Regions from separate parts of the Ovis aries genome. Here region 2 is linked to region 1. A link is a contact called in public Hi-C data. All regions are on one chromosome and are shown on one strand. The core of a region is the stretch at or near the end of the contact, and the rest is flanking DNA. Distances in the headings are between cores, read along the strand shown. Region 1 has its middle 49 kb from the start of BMS1. Region 2 overlaps RET (ret proto-oncogene).

What was found. A called contact is a pair of places that touch in the nucleus more often than the background predicts.
Region 2: a contact with region 1 is called in a Hi-C map of hypothalamus, with 2.4 times the contacts expected there. The contact joins two enhancer-like sites. A contact is called at or near these places in 6 of 16 Hi-C or Micro-C datasets (blood, hypothalamus, retroperitoneal adipose tissue and 1 more).

What each region holds. Positions count from the first base shown.
Region 1 is chr25:12,589,486-12,592,281 of ARS-UI_Ramb_v3.0, reverse strand. No RefSeq gene overlaps it. Among named protein-coding and RNA genes, the nearest start is that of BMS1, 49 kb to the right of the region's middle. Within about 2 kb of position 1,466, at least 5 of the 54 cell types and tissues checked have an H3K27ac peak or open chromatin away from gene starts, as enhancers often do. A contact at or near this core is called in hypothalamus, where this site is marked.
Region 2 is chr25:12,826,692-12,829,487 of ARS-UI_Ramb_v3.0, reverse strand. RET (ret proto-oncogene) reads right to left here. Exons shown (of 20, transcript XM_027962134.3): 4 at 1,935-2,176; 5 at 478-673. Among named protein-coding and RNA genes, the nearest start is that of RET, 31 kb to the right of the region's middle. Within about 2 kb of position 1,392, at least 6 of the 54 cell types and tissues checked have an H3K27ac peak or open chromatin away from gene starts, as enhancers often do. A contact at or near this core is called in hypothalamus, where this site is marked.

The DNA of each region.
Region 1 (2,796 bases), core at 217-2,716:
TGGTTCTTTTGGCCACGTCCTGGGAAATGGGGACCCCACCCCCAAACCTCCACATCAACCTCACTTTCAATCTCTAGTCCCTGCGTGGCTGGGAAAACCCAGACCCTAAATTCAGCCCCAAACCCTGCCCACCACACACCCTGCACGGCCCCCAGTGCCCCTGCTCATGCAGCTACAACTCAAACTCGTCCCTTCGAGGGCCAGTCCCCACATTCTCAGACTGCACGACATCAAGTTGCCTCTGAGGTCAGTGCTGGGTGCAGGCTGGAGTGAGGAGGTGGGTGTGCAGAAAAACCAAGGAGCAAGCTGCACCCCAGTCGTGCCTGTATCTGCTTCCTGGAATGTTTGACTCCTTCGGTTCTGTCTCACCCTGACTGCCAGTGTCTGTTGAAGCCGCATTCTGGACAATTCCCAGGAGAGAACCCTCGGGAATTAACACAACTCTTTCATTCTGATTACAATTTTTAATGGAGAGAATTTCTGGACTCATCCCAATTTTCCTCTCTTCCTAAAATTTTCAATTAAGAGCCTAACCTTGATGGAAAATGGCCATTGTCTGGAATGCCCAAAGTACTGATTCTTCAATGCTAAGTGCTTTTGCTAAGCAGAGAAAACAAAGTCTCAATGATTCTGAGTAACACCAGAGCCAAGGACCTCAAAAGGAGGGAGGAGAGAAGAAGGCAACATGAAGACTCTCTGGCAAGGCTGTGCCCCAGAGCCAGCCTCTCCCTGTGGGCACAGGCATGGATGATAGAGGGTCCCTGAGGCCCCTTCAGCCTGGAGAGAAGCCGTGAGCCAAGGAGCAGCACAGTCATCCAGGGAGCCAGGCCCAGCTGCCAGCAAAGCAGCTGAAGTCTTGAGGAAACTTCCTGATTGCATTAGCGAGGTGGCACCACCAGGACATAATCAAATCTCTCTGGAGGACGTGGCTTCCAGAAGGGCTACTGCTCACACGTGGCCAATTTAGGGTAACCAGGACCAGACAGAGCAGGAGAGAGGAAGGCCAGTGCTTGGGACCCAGGGTGGGGAGCTTGGGGGGCCACCCGACTAGGGATCAAGGATATCACAGGGCCAGCCAGCAGCGCTGGATGCCAAGCCCCAGGAGGCAGCCGTTCCCGTGACCACGTATGCAGACACCTGGCATTGGAAGGCTCAGTGACCTGCCCAGCGGCCCCACATCACAGGTCTGCCTAGTTTTACAGGTAAGGAGGGCTGCCTAAGAAACCTGTGTGCAGCAGGTGGGTGCCGATCTGAGTTCACTGGCTCACACCAGGGCCCCCTGCTCAAGGGCACGAGCTCTGAACTCTCTTTCCAGGTCTTTCAGCTCGATGGTCCTCGCTCCAGCCTGCCTGAACCTCAGTAGGGCAGGACCAATCACAGCTGCTTGTCAAGACTGCTAAAAAGAGATTATACCACGCAGGGCTCTGACTGTCAGCCTAAGAGCTCCAGGGGTGAGGCCAGCTGCAGTGCTGCCACCTACTGGCTAAGGGACTTAACCTCACTGAGGCTCATTATCCTTATCCGAAATGGGGTAAGTATAGGGTTGTTTTGAGATTCCAAATAACAGAATGTATGTAAAGCACTAAACACAGAGCTTGACCCAGAGAAAATACCCAGTATATGATAGTGGATGTTAGGTGTTAGACGCTCAGTCATGTCTGACTCTTTGTAACCTCATGGACTACAGCCCACCAGGCTCCTCTGTCCATGGAAATCTCCAGTTGAGAATACTGGAGTGGATTGCCATTCCCTTCTTACTGACCCAGGGATCGAACTGGGGTCTCCTACATTGCAGGTGGATTCTTTACCTTGAGAGCCACCAGGGAAGCTCCAAGTGGCTGTTAAGTTGATTGTTATTAGAAAGAAAAGACAGGACCATTCCCACTGGAATTAGTGGCTGGGGTGGGGATGGGGGGATGATCTCAAAGCCTGCTTCTTCATTTTGCAGGTCCAGTACCCTGGAGACACAACTCCTACTAACCCAACCACACCCAAGGGATACACCCAAGGCCAATGTCTTACAACGATGCCTCCTGGTTTCTTCTCTAAGAATACTTTTTATAATAGTTCTCGGGTCAGCTGTAGTCCGATGTCCTGACCATGATGAGAAAGTACGCATGAGAGTTTCTCCACATTGATTTGCTGGACAAACAGACAAATACAGGGATGAAGGAACAACACCTAGAAACCAGGACACAGGCCTACTGACGAGCACAGGGGTGGCCAGCATGGGCCTCTCAGAGGATCTCGGACTTGGCACATAGATTGCACTCGGTAGCTGCACCTAACAGGGGAGGCCCTGACATTCGCTAAGCACCAGTGAATGTTCAGTGGTGGAGGAGAGCATCACTTCTAAGAGGAAGGGAAGAAAACAGGGCCAAATATGGCTGAGATGGGTTTGGAGTGTGGCTTTAAAGGCCAGGCAGGGATGGGCCAGGGAGGGTATAATTCAAGGTTCGGAGACAAGAGGGCGTGGGTGTGTGGGTGTGTGTGCACACAGGTGTACACGAGTGCACACATGCAGGGGCCTGGAGTTCTGTGAGGCTCTTAGGCTCATAGAACAAGATCTCTCTCCAGGACCCTGTGCTAGGCCCTGCGGAGGCTCTGATGGCAAGATACACGCTGCAGTCCACTTCCCCAGAGCTGGGAGAGCCTGGTCAGCTCCATATCTCAGGGAAGCCCAGGGGCTGAGGGGCTGGCGAAACCTCTTGAGCCAGCTGGGTGGAGCCAGCAAGACTCCTGGTGGTGTCTCTGTTATGCTGGGAAGGGGAGCAGGCAGAGGGAAAAGGGCTGGTC
Region 2 (2,796 bases), core at 143-2,642, 240 kb before region 1:
AGGGCGGGCACGTTTCAGAAGCCAGACAGGACAGTCATCCCAGAACCCTTCAATTTGAGGGCACAGAGCTGCTACTGGACATCAGCTCCTGTTAGCGGAGAGTTGCTGGTTGGGTGTCAAGGATCCCTGAGCACTTGAGCACCTAGGAGGTGGCACAGCTGGTGCCAGGGGCCAAAGGGAGACAGGTGTTACAGTGAGCCCTGGCGTGGTCAGCACAGGGTAGTGTGGTGGGGTCCTGGCAGGGTCAGCCTCGGCCTTGGGACAGTTCAGGGAGAAAGGACAGCCTGTAAACACCCACCAAGGTGGCCAAGGTGAGCCCAGCAGAGACAAAGGCTGGGAAGAAGGTTGGAAGGGGTGGCCACCTGGGTTGAGAGGGCCAGGATAGGTGTTTATGTGTGCAGGGTGCTGCCCTGCCCACGGAGCGCGGGCTGCCAGTTCCCAAGGGGGCCCCGTCAGGCCACACTGGTCCCCTCTTACTGTAGTCATGCACGGTTGCCCGCACAAAGCTGCCGTTGGCCTGGGCCAGGGTCTCATTGGGCGCGTGCTCCACTCGGAAGGTCTGGAGGGCCTTGGTGTCCCTAGACAGCAGCGTGTTCGTGTACCGTCTCAGGAGCTCCCCGGAGGCTGGCACCACGTCTGCATCGAAGACACGTAACGTGGCTACCACTGTGCCCTGCAAAGCATACGGGGGCCAGTCAGGGCCCCGAAAGCCAGAGCGCATAGCAGGGCACGTGCCCCACAGGTGGATCAGGTGTGTGCGGTCAGAGCTGGCTCCAGGGTCAGACTGACCAGGGTTCAAGCCGCAAGGGGCCCCCAGCCAGCATGCTTGTCACCCTTCCTGGGCCACTGCACCTCACCTCTGCAACAGGTGCGGCGGCATCTCCAGACTTCCCGTGATTATGGGTTAGAGCAGATGCCCTGGTGCTCTGTGGAAGACCTCATCCAGGTCCCCACAGTGCAGAGTGGGCAGCCCGGCTCTCCTTTGAGGAAGCTGGGCCCCGCACAGTGGAGGAGTTGGCTCAGCATCATGGAGTGACAGACGACAGAGCTGGGACCTAAGCACAGTGTCCACCAGAATGCTCTCCTAAAGCTGCTTCTGTACCCCAGGTTGGATGGGGTCATGAGTGGGGGTTCTGAGTAAAGTCACAGGTCATCTCTGCTCTCACTACTGACCAGGCTCCAGTGTCACCGTGGAGCTGCCCTCCCAGGCTCATGAGACACCTCCCTACCCCATGTGCTTTCCTCCTGCCCATCCATCCACCAAACTTGCTCCGGGGCGCCCAGAGAAGCAGGCAACCACCGGATATCCGACCCCGACCCTCCCCTTGCTCCCGCCAGCCTGTCGGCTGCAGGATAGCCCAGGGCCCAGCAGGTGGCAGTCACGCTCCGCCTGCGGGGCCAGAGGAAGGCGGGGCCCCGATGCGCGCGGGGCGGCGCAGGGACATCCCTGTCAGATCCAAGGGCCCGTCTTCCTCCACTCCGGGGTGCCTGCCCTGAACTCACTGGCCCTCCCTTGAGGGAACGCCCTCCTGGCAGATGTCCTCTCGTCTCCGTGGGGCAGCGCGCCCCGCCTGCGCAGCAGCACAGTTGCGCCCCTCTGATGTGAGCCCTGCCGGTTGAGTCAGAGGCTGGGCACCCCTACCCCCAACCCCACCGGCACCCCAGCCCCTCCCCTCGCCCGCCTCCCAGGGCAGGGGTCAGCTCGGTGCCAGTGGGGCTGGTCCTCTCTCCTCCTCAGCCGTCCTGGAAACCAACAAACCCCCACAGACAGGCTGATGGACAATGAAAGACGAATAGCTAGAGTGGTCAGCCACATGACTGGATGGCTAGGTGGACAGCTGAACACACCAAGGACAGATGACGCATGGAGGGACCCAGATGCCCAACAGAGAGGCGACAGACACCAGACGAGCACCAGACAAACGCATAGGCACCTCCTTCCGCTTGAACTCCACCACGGCGCTGGCGCTGTCGACGCCCCCGAGGAAGGTGGGCGCAGAGTCGTCCTCGTCGTACACGGTCACGGGGAAGGGCGCCATCACCTCCTCCTCGCGGGCGCCCACGCGAACCGTGCACGCGGCCACCAGCTCATACTTCTCCCGCTGCTCGCGGTCCAGGGCCCAGCGCGTGCTCACCTCCAGGCTGTCCGGATCGCAGCGGAAAGGCAGACTCTCACCTGAGCACCAAGCAGACCAGCAACCCCGGGATGACCCCGAGCTGCGGGGAGGGCGAGCTGCCTTCCTCAGGGGCCCACAGGAGAGGAGACAGAGCTGGGGTGCATGCTGGGCCTGGGCCGCGGCCCTTCTTCAGCTCCACACCAAGCACAGTTTGCAGTGAAGACTATGCTCTGAGCGTCACTGTGCCTGCAGCCTGCACCGGTGCTGACAGGGAAGAGCCGGGACCAGGAGGTCTGCCTCAGGTCCTCAGCCTGATCACCTAGGAGGGGCACACCCCTTCACACACCTTGCCTGCCTCCTCTGTGGTGAGGGCTGGCACCAGTCAGGCTGCAGGCCCAGAGATCCAGCTCCTAGTGTTTGCTGGTTTTCAAAAAACTGTTAACAATTTTCTTAACTATGGAAGCAAGACATGCTCATTTTAGAGAAAGTGAGAAAAAAGCCACAATTCCACCACTTGAAAACCAACATGGGGGACGTTTGGTGTGATTTCATGCTAACACACACGTTTCTGACTGCCTGGTTTGGATCCCTGCCCTATACACCTGCAGGCTGTGAGGCCTGAGGCTGACGGCTCTGTCTCTTTGTGTTTCAGTTTCCTCGACAGAAGATGAAGTCAAGT